Linked DNA regions of Sus scrofa: region 2 is linked to region 1. Evidence: chromatin contacts called from public Hi-C data. All regions are on one chromosome and are shown on one strand. The core of a region is the stretch at or near the end of the contact, and the rest is flanking DNA. Distances in the headings are between cores, read along the strand shown. Region 1 holds the start of BSN (protein bassoon). Region 2 overlaps BSN (protein bassoon).

Region 1 (7,530 bases), core at 2,262-4,761:
AACTGAGATTTTGAAAGGAAGATTGGGGTACCATTAACCCAAACTTCCAGGTCCTCCTGGGTCCACTGTACTGTGTCCTTTGTCACCAAGACAGCAGAGACCCTGGAGGTCTGCTAACAGCCAGGAATTCACTCCGAGGAGGGCAACTCCCCAGGCCCACTGGCTGGGTAGGGCTAATTATCCCCATTGGAACCAGGGGCAGGTTGACTTAAATCTGTGCAAAGCCACAGCTCCTATAGCATCTACCAAAACAGATAAAAAACATCCTTCTCTACCCTGCTTTCAAGTGGCTCAGCCCACACTGACTGGTATCCGTGAACCAAAATGGCCAAGGTTGGGCCAAGGTCAGGTCACTGGCCTGCCCATAGTGCCTGTATACATGCTTTTCCGGGAGAGAAGATGTGGCAGAAAAAAACCCAAATCCCAGAGTGATCTCCAACAGACAGCAGTGAGTGATGGCTTGAATTGAGATCTCAATTCTCTGCTCAGGAATTGAACCTGGACAGCCTGGATAAAAACCAGGAATCCTAGCCACTAAGACTAGCTAGAGGCTGAGAGCAGAGTTGCTGTAATTCTTGGCCACTGTTGACAGCAAGAATGTTTCAAAGAGGCATAGATTGTGAAAACAGGTATAAAGTTTATTGTACAACATGTGGGAGAGCACACAGAGAAGTAGTTTTTATTTAAGTCAGAAGCAAAGAAATAATACACACCTGAAGGGGAGTGCAGGCGCGGCTGTCCCCGAGTGAGCAGTGCACTAGAGAGGTGATTTAACTCACTTATACAGGACAGTACTTCTGGGTGTTTGTTTACCTTTGGCCATATATCTTGTTTTATTTCTCACACCTGACTGGACACAGGCCCCTCCCCTTAATGCATGTACATCTTTTGGCAAAGACGGATTCCAGAGCAAGGGATGCTGGGACAGTATCAGGGCTTAATTATGGTCTGGTGCCCCCTCCTTTTTTTGATCCTTAGGGGTCTTACTGTGCATGGGTTATTGGGGAGCTCTTCTTGACACCAGGATCGAATGAAGTGGTCAATCTTATCTTTCTACTCTAGTAGAGCTCAGCTCCAGCTCTTAACTTTCTTCTTGAGGTGTTAGAGAGGCAAGGCCCAATCTACTTGGCTTAACAAGTCCCAGCTGTTTTCAGCCCAGGGGCTCATCTACCTCCTACCTCAAGATCACCCACCAGAGAACCAATTAATAATAAAGTTGATCATGTGACAGAGTTCCTGTCGTGGCTCAGTGCAAATGAATCTGACTAATATCCATGAAGATGCAGGTTCAATCCCTGGCCTTGCTCAGTAGGTTAAGGATCTGGTGTTGACATATACTGTGGTGTAGGTTGCAGACATGGCTCGGATCTGGCATGGCCGTGGCTGTGGTGTAGGCCAGCAGCTGCAGCTCTGATTCAACCCCTAGCCTGGAAACTTCCATTTGCTGTGGGTGTGGCTCTAAAAAAAGAAGAAAAAAAAAAGTTGGTCATGTGTATGCCAGGCACTTGTTGGTATGTTTTACTTACATTAGCCACTCCACTCTCACAACCAAACACACACCCCCACCCAGTTAAGAGAGGCTAATATTATAACCTTTTTTTTTTTTTTTTAATGTCTGCACCCGTGGCATATGGAAGTTCCCAGGGCTACAGGTTGAATTGGAGCTGTAGCTGCTGGCCTACGCCACAGCAAGCCTTATCTTCGACCTATGCTGTGGCTTGTGGTGATGTTGGATCTTTAACCCCCTGATAGAGGCCAGGGATTGAATTTGCATCCTCATGGACACATGTTGGATTCTGAACCTACTGAGCTACAATGAGAACTACTATTATTCTAACTTTGCAGGCTAGGAAATGGAGGCTTTGTGAGCCTAAGTCAGTTGCTAAGATCCCATTTGGGAAGTGGCACAGCTGAAACATGGATCCTTGTAGAGCCTAGATGAGCACCAGATACAAAGATGATTCAAACACAGGAGGAAACACAGTGAAGACCATCATAACACAGGCAGAGAGGCTCTCATCATCCCAGGCAGCAGAGTCAGTCAATTCAGGGATCCAAGCTTCAGGAGCTCCATCCCAGAGGTTGAGGGAGCAGATAAGAATGCATGGGAAGGCCCAGCCAAAGTCTGTCCATCAGCCTGGTTATCAGTGTTCATTGGGTTTTCTGAGTTATTCCAGGTCAGGTTAGAAATGCTGACATCACATTTGATTTATTCTTCATCATTAGCAGAATTAAATGGGTTTGTAAAATAGGTCCAAGTTTACTCAAGTTCTTCTTCACAGCCATGATTGATTGATTGATTGATTGTCCTTATAGGGATGCACCCGTGGCATATGGAGGTTCCCAGGCTAGGGATCTAATTGGAGCTGTTGCCTCCGGCCTATGCCACAGCTGAACCACATCTGCGACCTACAATACAGCTTATGGCAACACCAGATCCTTAACCTACTGAGCGAGGCCAGGATTGAACCCGCAACCTCATGGTTCCTAGTCGGATTCGTTTCTGCTGTGCCATGACAGGAACTCGTACACAGCCATGATTTATGAAGCCAGGAAGTTTGGAGTATAGTCTGGATCTTCTAAGAAGTATTCTCTCTCAGGAAAGTACAGGTTTGTGTAAGAAGCCAGGAGGCAGAGTAGTATGCAGACACCGAAGTCTGTAAACTGAGGTAATGGAAAAATAATTTGGTGAGCTCTCAGGTTAATGCAGAGGCAGCCTGCAGCCCCTCGTCTAGACAGTCCCTGGGAACCACAGCCCAAGGACTCTAAGAAACATCAACTCCTTTTCCTCATCCTCAAGGTCACTGTCCCAGGGCCTGCTGAGGCAACCTTCCATCTGGCTTCAGGCCAGCCCTGACACACCCTCCACCTTTCCCAGGGACACTTCCTGAAACTCCTTCCCCTGGGACAAGGGCTCAGCATGAAACCCAGATGGTTCCCATGGCGACATCTGGATAAAGTCTTCAATCCCTTTGAGACCCTCATAACCAGTCCCATCACCCAGCATCCTTTATCTCAGTCCTTCCATGACAATGCGCCTCTGAACACACTTGTTCATTTATTTCTCCAACTCCTAAACATCCTTTGATGCTACACTCAGTGACCCCTCTCTGAGGCCTGTTCCCACGAAGTCTGCCAGTTGGGACCCTGAAGTTACCCAAATGAGAGCTCCCATTCCTGAGTTCTCTGAGGCAGTAAGCGTCACTGACTCCAGGGCAGGGTACGGCGGGTCGCCCTCACAGCCCTTTCTCGTGGTCTGTGTCTCTCCAATCCTGGTTTGATCGGATGCTCCTGCCGACACTTGCTGGGCCCCGGATAGCGAACGCCGGCTTTGGCGGCCCCGGAAGGCGCATGCGCGGGCCAAGGCGGCTGTTTCCCCGCCACTCCGCCGGGGGCTCTTGGACACGCGTCCTCACCAGCAGGAGGGAGCGCGCGCGTGCGTGGGGTGGGGGTGTGTACAGGGAAGAGGCACGAGGGCCGCGCATGCGCAGCGGCAGGCGGCGGCGCGAGCCGAGCTGGGAGATGGCGGCGGCGGCGGCGGCGGCGCGGAGCGTGTGAGCAGCTGCCCGGGAGCCGCCGGCCCGGGCCCAGTGCGACCTCGGCCCCGCCCGTCTGCCCGCCATGGGCAACGAGGCCAGCCTGGAGGGCGGCGTTGGCGAAGGGCCGCTGCCGCCCGGAGGCTCCGGCCCCGGCCCCGGCCCGGGCCCCGGGGTAGGGAAGCCGCCTTCAGCACCGGCTGGCGGCGGACAGCTCTTGGCAGCAGGCGGGGCACGGGCTACCGCCGGACCACCGGGTCCAGGCCCCGGCCCCGGCCCCGGCCCCGGCCCTGGCCCGGGCAGGTAAGCGCAGGGCAAGGCGCCCGGGGGCGGGAACTGCAGCCTGAGGCCGAAGCTGGGGCCCACGACCCTGCAGTCTAGTCTGGACAGCGAGATCGGACGTCCAGCTACACTTTGAGCCCAGTCGGACTGACGTGAGCCGAGTGGTCAGTCGCGAGAAGCATCCCTTCCATTACAGCCGTCCTGCCTTAGTAAAGCAGGATGGTGAGCGCAGGGTCAGTCTGGGCCTGCAGACCGTGACTCCGTCACGAACCCCAAATTCGCTTTCCCCCAGTGCCAGGCTAAGGAGGGGCTTATGTAACCTCAGCCTGGTTCTTCTGCACTGGGAAGCAGTGGGATGGAAAACGTCTTCCCTGTCTGCTTGTGTCTGCATTTGTCCATTGTGTTGGGCCAAGGAAAGAGCACAATGGGAGTGGCTGTCAGGGAAGATAAGTGTCACTGCGAGGAGCAGAAAGATATGGAAATAGTTGAACCATGAACTTGGTCATACGCTTTCCTCAGGCATTTAGTAGTCAAAATCATCTTTGGAGGAAGGGAAAGTGGTACTGGACACCACAAGGTACTTATTTAGGCTCAACAATAGTAACAGGGTCATGTGCTTTCATCATGGTTTAGTGAAACACTTTGGGGTGAAGCAAAAATGCTGTTGAATCATCTAGAACCGAGTATGTTCATGTTGTCTTATGACTTAGGTTACCACTCAAATCAGTGGAATGCTTTAAACAGACATATCTGATCAAATACTCTAAAACCAGCTTGTTTAAAATGTATGCCAGTTGAGGTTGTATAAACAATCAAGTGGAAAGGAAATGCAGAGGAAGAAAATGGCAATCTATAATAAATTAGTAGACTGAACACTCAGGAAAGCTACCAAGAGACAAGATAAAATGGAAGCACTGTCTTTACACCAAATAGAGCTGGGAAGTAGCAAAACCCAGGGGTGCTTCTGAGTCCATATGAGTCTGCTGATAATGTTGCCTTGGCTTTTCTATGTGGGGGCACATAAACTGTGAGGGAGCATAATTTTTTATTCTTCAGCTGCCCAGCTGTGCCTCTTACGGGTTTATTTCCTCAGAAGTCATTTCTTAGACAACTAACAGAAATGAAAGGGTCTTAGTAGCCTGAAACCTGCCACAGACAGGCCAGCCTGTGAACATCTCTTTTGGAAGGGGGATTTACCCATTTTATATTAGCTATTATGGTAATGCTAATAGCTATCTGTGTTTGTTAGCACACCGTTCTTAGTACTGCAAATACTGTCCATTTTGCTGCGCATTGAGCTGCTCTTTGAGTTTTAGCTTGAGGAAGGCTCACTTAGGCTTTAGAGCTTTCCTTCCAAGGGAAAGCATCTACAGCAGAGTGGAAAAACACCTTGTTATTAGGAGTTTTCTATATGGGGAATCCAGTGTTTCTCTTCTGGTAACCAAACAGGCTGCTGTGCTTGGTGTTTATCTGATGTTGCAGAGCCAAGCATGTGAGATTTTGGAAAGACTTGGGCAGCTCAAAGGGACAGAAAGTGGTTAGTGCCTACTCATATTCCTTCCCAGTATTTCATTTCTTCCCTGTCTATATGTTTTGCTACAGGGTAGACCCACAAACTACAGTGGGTTAAGGAACCATGATCTCCTGCTGTATTTAGCAGTCATATAATCTTGCTCCTGGCTGTGGGCAAGACACACACATGGGCTGTGGTGCTAAGGTCCTACAGTTGTTAAGCGCAGGTGGTGAGCTGGCTATTTTTCACCAAAGCTCAGGATTGGGGGCTCGTAGGAGATGGAATTTATTCTTTTAGCTGATATTCAGCTTGTCACATCACCTCAGCTGAGCTGTACCTCCATGGTATGTTTCTCCTTCAGCATCAGAATGACTCTACTTCCTCTCACCAGAGTGTCTCAGGTACCTGATGCCAAATTTAGCATGTTCTGTTCTGAGACGCTGCTGAACAGATTGGCCCATTGATGGAGAAAAAGCCCTGTGGCATGTGCTTCTGGGTATTCAGGAAAGAGCGTTGGCATAATTTCAAGCTGGCTTGTGAATTTGGGGGAATTATATTGTGAATTGAGGTAGGTAGAAGGTCAGATAAGGTGGAAATTGTTTTACTAACCCCTGATGGGAATGGAACTGAGGTTCTGGGGGAATCAATTCCTGGCTCTTTCCTGTTGCTGTATTACCCCTTGTCACCCCAGGCTGAATTAGTATCTTCATTTTCATTGTGAGCTGATTTGGGCTCTCTGAGGGGGCAGCTCCAGCATTTGTGGCTGAAGAGCTCGAATCCTGTGAGTAGCAGTGTCACCACACCCATAGTGCTGCCTCTTAACCTAGTGCTGTTTGGATGATGTGGCACTTGGGGCATCAGAGATTTCCTTAAGGCAGTGCTCTCTGCTTCTGGTCTCAGGGTCATATGAACACTTATATAGGTTGTGCATTTCCCAAGGAATGCCAGGTCAGGGAAGGCTGAACTCTTATCTCTGGCTTTGCAGTATGTGCCTTGGTATGGGCTGTGTCTGCCTACAGGAAGGGGGTACCTTTCGCTCATTCATCCACTTATTTTTACAGAGGTATGCTTAATGTACAATGAAGGTCCCAAGTTGCTGGGACTTTACCTGTAGACACATCACCAGTTCAGGAGAAACTTGATCAGTACCCCCGGAAAGCACCTTTAAAAAAAAATTGCACAAAGAAGCCACATAGACCAGTAGCAGCCTGTTTAGTCTACATCAGCTCTGTGGAGTTGCAGAGCTTTAACATTTGCAAATTGATGTTTAGTTAGTCAACCAAGTTGTATTTACTGTATCAAGAGCAAGCACTGTACTGGGCTTTGTGAAGAGCCTGGAAGGATATACGACGCTCTGCTGTCCTCTAGCACCTCACAGTCTGGTTGGTCGTAGAGCTCTTGAAGAGCTCTGAGAACAAAGTCATGGAAGGATCCTAGGAGTGACACTGTAGGTAGCTCAGTGCATGAGAAGTGTCAAATAGGTAGTGCTTATAGAGGTTTGAGACAGAGCCAGGCTTCAAAAGGAGAATCCTAAGGCTCCTTGGGACAATGGTGGTATTCTGAGACATGGAGAGAGGAAGAAATGACATGAGGCGCACAGGCAGGAACAGTGAGCAGATAGTGGAGCCGAGTGCAGGGGTGTGGAGTAGAGCTGGGGCGAACCAGGTAAGATACCTCGCTTTTATTACCACATCGAAATTGGTGATCTACACTGAGGTTGCCTTTCACTCACTTCCAGTCCATATGCCAAGGAGACATCTTGAGCTAAAGGCAGCTGGGCACATAGAGATTCTGGTCTGTTGCTGAAGGTGGGTGAGGCTACTCTGAGACCAAGTACCCAGAGTTGCTTCCTCAAAATGGGTTTGCCATAATTATATCTCAAAAATAAATGAATGGAGTTCCTGTTGTGGCTCAGTGGTAATGAATCCGGTCAGTATCCATGAGGACTCAGGTTTGATCTTTGCCCTCACTCAGTGGGTTAAGGATCTGGCATTGCCATGAGCTGTGGTATAGTTAGCAGACGTGGCTCAGATCCTGAGTTGCTGTGGCTGTGGCATAGGCCGACAGCTGCAGCTCCGATTCGACCTTTAGGCTGTCAATTTTCATATGCCACATGTGCAGCCCTAAAAAGCAAACAAACAAACAAAAAAAAAAAAAAGAGAGAGAGAAAGAATGAATGAATGGGTTTGTCAGTAATAG
Region 2 (7,530 bases), core at 3,722-6,221, 50 kb after region 1:
CACTTGCCTTCAGGTGAACCCGTGTTTACATAATGCCTGTCATAAGCACTGTGGTGCAAGAGACATTCTGAGTGAGACACTCCAGGAAACTGGGTTACCACTTGAGGCAGGCCCAAGGGTCTGGTTTGGTTTTGCATCATGGGTGACAAGTCCATAGCCTTTGTGCTTATATACCCTATTTCTGGGTTCATCAAAGACCTTACTAATTGATGACAACAAATTTTCCCACTGATCTTTCTCATACTCTGCCCTCTAGGCAGACACTACAAATTAATGGGATTAAAGGAAAGTTACCTTTATTTCCCATCCTTGTTCCAGATCCTGGAGACTGGCTTGGCCTAAAGGGAACCAGGGCCAAATCAGGTAGTCCTGAGAGATGCTCTCAACCTGGTGGACCCATATAGGCATCAGGGCTGGGAACGAGGTCTCCAGGGCTTCCTTTCCTTGCAGTTACAGCCTGGCTCCCATCTCGCCCCCAGCTTCCTGCTGGTCTCTCCCCTTATGCTGGTAGCTTTCCCAAAGCAATTCTTATTCCTACCTGTCTCTCTTCTCACGTTCTCAGCCTTCCTGACCCACTTGCAGCCTCATCCCAAACTCTCCTTCAGCAAGAGCAAAGCAGTCAGAGCTAGGTGCCCTAAATGAGTTCCCTGCCTGGGATCAGTGAAGCTTGTTAGGTCACAGGAAGAATCCCAACTGGTAGATGTTTCTGAGCAGAAAGGATGAGTGGAGGTGGTGGGTATCTGGATAACACTAATGGTTTCTTGCATGGGTTTGTCTGCTTAGGGGTGTGGGAACGTGTTTGCCCAAGTGTGTCATTAAGTACCTGCTTTGAGGGCTGTTATCAAATTCTCATGATGCTTTGTCACCACCTGAACCAAAGAGAAGCTAATGGTTCTCTGGAGTCTTTTGTCTCTTGGAATCTTGCCCTCTTAGAGGGGCAGCACCTTCAGGGGGCTGGGAAGTTGAAAAGGAAAGATGTCAGCCTCTTGGGAACTCTGCTTATAGTATGACCCCTTCCTGCCCCCCACCTAGGAACCCTGTGAGTGGCACCTTCCCTCCCCAGCCAGCGGGGCATCTCCTGGCTCCAAGAGAGCATCTCAGAGGCTATGAGCCACGGTACTGGCTTCCTGTCCAATCCCAGGTACTTCGGCTAAGTGTTATGGAGATCCTCTCCTCTGTGTTGCTGCTGTCAGCAGAACAATTTCTTTTTGGTTCATAGATGGTCAGAAAGGCTGGTGAGGGCAACCCTGACACTGACCTAGGTACACCTTCAATGAGGCAGGGCTGAGAGCAAGAGAGAATCTGGTCATGGCAACCAGTAGACTTCTTTAAAGACTGAGAGATTAAGAATTTCCCTACAGTGGCCTTTGAACTGGGGCACACGTGCTGGGAGGGGGAGGAGATAGGACAGTCAACTGAGGCATGGGAAAAAAACGTGAAAACTCCTCTTTACATTTATGTCCTCTCGTCATTTCCGACTTTGCCATTTGGGGAGGTATTTTATCACTAATATAGATGCACGTAATTGGTAAATAAATACTCGTGTATGTTGGAAGTATACAAACATGTTGGATTGATAGGGACCCATGGTCAAAAAGGCAGGAGGCCATTGGCCTGAAAGATGGGCAGGTCAGGAAATGTTTTCTTGTGTGACAGCTGGAATTTTTTTAAAGTTCAAACTTCTTGAGAGAGCTGCTCAAGGACCCAGGACCTAGATCGTGGTGCTCACTGTTCTGTAGCTCCTGCCTTCTCTGCTTGTTGTGCTGGCCTCCTGGTCCTTCCTGGCCTGGTCTTTAAAGGGGGGCGGGTCTTCCATTGGCATCTTCCTGGCTGTAATTTCCTGTTGTGGAAAGGTCAGCCATGAATTCATCAAAACCGTGTTTGAAGCTATGGGATTCTTCTGGCTGCTCTGACTTAGAAAAGCAGTTTCTTAAGTTCACTCCCCTCCTAGGGAGCAAAGACAGCCACTTATTTGTGTGAAATATTCCCCTCACAGATATTCAACTGGAAGCAATGGGGTGCATGCTCCAGAATGCTATGATGTGGATCCAGCCTAGTTTCCCTCAGAGCCCAAACCAGCTCCATGCCTCCCTGCTTTTTGCACTAGTCAGCCTCTGCCTGAGCAGCCCCTCCCTGAGGGCAGCTGCCAGAGTGCCTCCAGCACCTTCCTACCATGGACTAGGGCAGCCACGGCTCTCCCTGTTGGCTCTGCCCTTAATGGACATACCTGGGCTCTGAGCATCTTTGGTCACTGGAGCTACTTGGACTCATGCATTTCTTGGGGGTTTCTAACAGAGGGGAGCCCAGCTTCTAACCAGCGTGGTCTGGATTGTCCTTCCAGGAGTGGTCACTGTTTGGAACAGAAGGCCCAAGTTTACTGAGGAAAGCTGGGTCGGGGTGGGGGATGCTGACTAGATTGATTCTGCCCTCCTAACCAGCTTTAAGACTTATTTCTGATCAGTCAATATCCTTAGATGCTGAAAAGGAGAAAAGCTGGTAGAAATACAGCTATTTTTACATCCTCTACTTTTCTTGGCTATCTTTTAAAAATAGTTATCCCTGGAGGGAGTTCCCATTGTGGTGCAGTTGTTAACGAATCCGACTAGGAACCATGAGGTTGCAGGTTCGATCCCTGCCCTTGCTCAGTGGGTTGATGATCTGGCGTTGCTGTGATCTGTGGTGTAGGTTGCAGACGTGGCTTGGACCCCACGTTGCTGTGGCTCTGGTGTAGGCCAGCAGTTACAGCTCTGATTCAACCCCTAGCCTGGGAACCTCCATGTGCCGCGGGAGCGGCCCAAGAAATGGCAAAAAGACCAAAAAGACCAAAAAAAACAAAAACAAAACAAAACAAAAAACCAAAAACCTATCCCTGGAAAAGGCATTTTGAGTCTTCCCTTGCTTGTCTTCTGGCCACTCCTTCATATTTCTGCCCTCTTCCTCCTTCTTCACTTACCTGTCCTCCTGTGTCTTTCCCATTCTGTTAAAGTGTCCCTCTCCCCTCCTGCTCACCTGTCCTCATCCCAGCTCTCCCCAAGGAACACAGCTTCCAGAGGCTGCTGGGAGGACCACTTAGCCTCTAGGGCTCTCACTGCTGATGGGCCATATCCAGGAAACCAGGTCTTCACTGGGGCTGGGCTGGGTCCCACCTGTGGATGCCTCCCTCCCTGCCAGTGGAGACCTTTGTCAGGAGGGCCTCCTGGAGGGTGCGGTTCTGCCCTTCTAAGGAGGTCTGAGGCTACTCCAACCACCCTGGCCCCCTGACACTTGGGACCAGTGTCCAGAAGTGTGTCACAGACAGATCTGAATCTCTGGCCCTGGGCAGGCCCTGTGTTCAGCAGGATAGGGAGCTGGTCCCATCTGAGCTGGACTGGGTGGAATAGGGCTCATGGCCTTCCTGGGCATAGTCTTTTTCTCCAGGGCTTCTGAGGCTTGACAGCCCTTATGGATGTAGAGCAAATTGTTGAATGCCCTTCCTGTGGGAACTACTCTAACCCTGGGGGTTGTGTCTTGTTCTCTTTTCTATGACTTCTCTGTTTCTGGCATCCCTTCTGTTCCCATAAATGTGGGTGCTCCCCATAAATTTTTGCTGGACTACTGCCCTAGCTGTGATCTCTCTCCCTGAGACTTGTCTGTGAACTGAACCCTTAACTCTCCCAGATCAAAATATCTAGACATACCTGAATTGAACCCAAACTCTCGCCCACCTCCTGATGTCTCTTGGATGCCCCCCAACCACAACCACAACCAACTCAACAAAACTAAATACAACCTCTTGATTTTGCTATTTCACTCCCCAATATCTACCCACCAATTGGCTTCTCTCTCTGGATCCCCCATCTGAATCAAAAGGACCACTTCTTCCTAGATCCCAATCCAGAATACCCCTACTGAACCTTCCCTCTTTCTCAGTCCCTGGACTATCTCTTGGGCTATTGCCTTATTCTCACTGACTCCCTACCTCCACCATGTCCTTGACAGAGAACCAGAGCACTCCCTTGTTTGAAAAGCTTAGAGGCCTCACTCTCCTGGCCTTCTCCATTTTAGCCCAGAGCTTTCATGTCCTTCAGGGTAGTTGGGTGCACACTGTGGCTAGGAGCTGTTATAGGTCCTGGGAATAGCCCTGACTTATACCTTATCATGCCTCTGGGCCTTTGCATGTGCTTCCCCTCTGCCTCAATTTTCCTTAGCCTTGGGGAGAAAAGCCCATCAATTTAGACATAATTTAGATGCTTCCTGGTCCTCAAAGTCTGCTCAGGCTTCTGCCCCTCCCTTGACTGTGTGGGGGTGTCTTGCTTCAGTTTGTTCGTACATCTGTCTCCTCTCTAGACGAGGCTCCCAGAGCACTGGATCCCTTTCTGATTCACTTTTTTAAAAATTTATTTTAATTAAATATTGAATAGGTGTTTATAAAGAACATAAGAATACTCATAAAATATGTATAAGATGTAAAGGATAGCAATACAATGAACACCTGTGAACTCACCTTCCCTTGGAAGAGACATAGTCCATTCATACCATCAGTACCAATTCCGGGGCCTAGAACTGTCATTCCAAGGGCTGCTAAATGTTTGTGAATGACTGAATGCTCGGATGAATGAATGAATGAGTGTGGTTTTCTCTGAGTCAGCATTGCTGGCCAACTCGAGGGGCAGTGGTCATGATTCAGTCACGTCACTGCTCTAGCTCAGCCACACTCCAAGAGCCCACTGCACGGCCCACACATCTTCCTGTCCACTTAATATCTACGCTTGTTGGATGTCTACTCAGTGCCCAGAGTGGTGCTGGGGCCCGGGCTATAGTAGGAGGCAAGATGTCAGAGACCACTTCCTGGGGAACCTCCACTTAAACCACTCCTCAGGAAAAAGGGAAAAGAATCCAAAGAACCCAAATTGCAGCACTTCCCACCCTTCCACTGCCTCATGCTGCTCCTCTAGAGAGGCCTTGTGGGAATGCAGTTAAGGATAAGGACTGGCGACCTTGATATTGGAATCCCAGCTCCACCATGTGCAAGTCATATTGGCTTTGCTAATTCCTTAACTTCTATGTGCAGCAATTTCCTTGTCTGCAAAATAGATGAATTGGATCCTACCTCATGGATTTCCTGTGAGGCCTAAAGGAGTTAACGTGTGACAAGTGCTTGGCACACGGCGGTGCTCATGGTGAGGACTCGGTTGGCATGAACACTACTATGATTGGCGGAGTGTTCTATGTGGTAGGACTGGGGGTGCAGCCAGCGGTGACAGGGGACTCCAGTTGTTCTTGCTATTCTGTCCCACATGGGGTTAGATCCAGGAGAGGGCTGTGTGCCATGCCAGTCACATGCCATGTTTCCTCAGCTCAAACACACTTCGGGGCCACATTTTACTGTTCTGAGTCATGAAGTGCCTGCAGTCCGTCCTGCCAGGAAACACATATTGAGCATCCAGTATGTTCCGGGCACTGTGCTAGGCTGTGGGGTACAGCTGTGGGGAAAGCACAGAGGCCCTGCCCACAGCACTGGCAAGCTAATGCAGGAACCATGGAGGGCACACACTAGCAGTACATATGTATATAGTGAGTCGGAGGGTGCTCAGTGCCATGAGAACAAAGAGGCAGGAGGGGCTAAAGCTGCATTTTAAACAGGCTGGTCCAGGAAGGCATCCCTGAAAGGAAAGTGAATAAGAGCAAAGACTTGAGAGAGCACATGTGCCAGCAGCTACAGTTGCCGAGGGGCAGAGGTGGGCCTGGCATAAGGGAAGGGGACACAGGGGAGAGAGCGATTAGTAGAAGATGGGAGGGAAAGGGGCTGAATGTGTGGGGCCTTATGGGCCATTGTAAAACCTTTGGTTTTTCCTATGGAAAGGAGAGGAGGGTTTAAGCTGAGGAGGGAAGCGTTTTGATTTGTGTACATAAAGGATTATCCTGGCTGCCATATAGAGAAGACCGAAGAGGGGCAAGTAGGAGCAGCCAGGCTTGAACAAAACTGAAAAAAAGAGGACACAGTGCCTTGAATCAGGTGGAGCAAGGAGGCTGTGGGAGTGGCCTGACTCTGAAGCCAATAAGATTTCCTGGTGACTGACATGGGATGAGAGGAGGAGGGAGTCAGAGACTCTAAGAGGAAGATGGGGAGGAGCACATTTGTGGGAATATCAGGGGCTCACCTTCATCATACAAAACAAACGCAATAGAAATTGCTACATTTCTCAGGAGAAGCCACAGACCTTACACGGCCTGGGCACGGGGCTACAGTCCCTTCACATGTTATAAAGGGCTCTCTGGAGCTTCTGATTAGCTTTCAAAGGCTGCTTTTAAATTCCAGCCACAAATAACTTAAGTGAAAAATGAAACTATGGGGAGTTTCCATCATGGCTCAGCGGTAACGAACCCAACTGGTATCCGAGAGAATGCGGGTTTGATCCCTGGCCCCACTCAGTGGGTTAAGGATCCGACATTGCTGAAAGCAATGCAGATACAGCTCGGATCCCACATTGCCATGACTGGCATAGGCTGGCAGCTGTAGCTCCGATTTGACCCCTAACCTGGGAACTTCCACGTGCTACAGGTGTGGCCCTAAAAGGCAAAAAAGAGAAAAAAGGAAAAAAAAGAAAAGAAACTATAAATTTTAAAAAGTGAGGTTATGTCTTTTCCTTCTTTTCTTTCTCTCTCTCTCTCTTTTTCTTTCTTTCTTTCTTTCTTTATTTTTTGTCATGCCCACAGCATACAGAAGTTCCCAGGCCAGGGATGGAACCTGTACCACAGCGATGGCAATGCTAGATCCTTAACCCATGAGCTACCAGGGAACTCTTCACATGGGATTATTTCTCTGTGATACCTAGAAATTAGTCTACTGAAAGGCCCAGTTTCCAAGTCTGGGCCAGAAATGGCTGCAGCTGCCACCACACTGGGCCTCCCAGCTAGTTGTATAAAGGTGGCAGGCAGGTCTGTGAGACTGGATGGTTGGGTGTACTCTGTTGTTGGTTGATGAAAGAAATGTGTGATGGATATTTAGCAGTGTTTCTTTTTCCTGGGAGAGTCTTTATTAGACCAAGAGTGTGTCTCTTCCCCAACAGTTTCTTGGAAGGGAAGAAGAACTGCAGAGTGTCTTGGAGTGGGTCTCCCCAGGTAGATGAGGAGCCATCCCCTCTGAGATGGCTTATCCTCAGACATCCTACTAGCTGGCTCCTGAATCTTTTTGGCAAGCAAATGGCCCTCATATAAGAGCAGCAAACTTAGATTCCCCTCCTGTTAGTCAGACGCTTCAAGGACCAGCAGCACTGGGGCTGAGGGGCCAGGCCAGGCTACTCCACAGGTGACTGTGGCCAGGCTTCCACACTAGCTCCCAGCCAGTCTGCCCTGTTGCCTGGGTGCCGGTGTCCATCCAAATGAATACAGACTAGAGAAAGTTTAGAATTTCAGGGAAGCAATATGAAGCATTTACCTTTGGCTTTTTGTGCTCAGCTTCTTTCAGGTTAGAAAACTGGCAGAAATGAACTTAAAGGTGGGTCAAACAAGAAGGAGTATAAGGGATTGTGTTTAGCCTGATGGTTTGCC

The links. Hi-C and Micro-C count contacts between places; a contact is called where the count stands out from the background.
Region 2: a contact with region 1 is called in a Hi-C map of skeletal muscle, with 2.8 times the contacts expected there. The contact joins the enhancer-like site here to the promoter of BSN in region 1. A contact is called at or near these places in 2 of 5 promoter capture datasets (fetal liver and skeletal muscle), 4 of 47 Hi-C or Micro-C datasets (embryonic fibroblasts, heart right ventricle, skeletal muscle and 1 more) and 1 of 2 datasets of contacts at active chromatin or transcription factors (skeletal muscle).

Annotation. Positions count from the first base shown.
Region 1 is chr13:32,103,456-32,110,985 of Sscrofa11.1, forward strand. It overlaps BSN (protein bassoon), which reads left to right and starts at 3,512. Exons shown (of 12, transcript XM_021068762.1): 1 at 3,512-3,839. The coding sequence starts at 3,622.
Region 2 is chr13:32,152,065-32,159,594 of Sscrofa11.1, forward strand. All of the region lies in intron 1 of BSN (protein bassoon), which reads left to right. Among named protein-coding and RNA genes, the nearest start is that of BSN, 49 kb to the left of the region's middle. Within about 2 kb of position 4,972, at least 4 of the 83 cell types and tissues checked have an H3K27ac peak or open chromatin away from gene starts, as enhancers often do. A contact at or near this core is called in skeletal muscle, where this site is marked.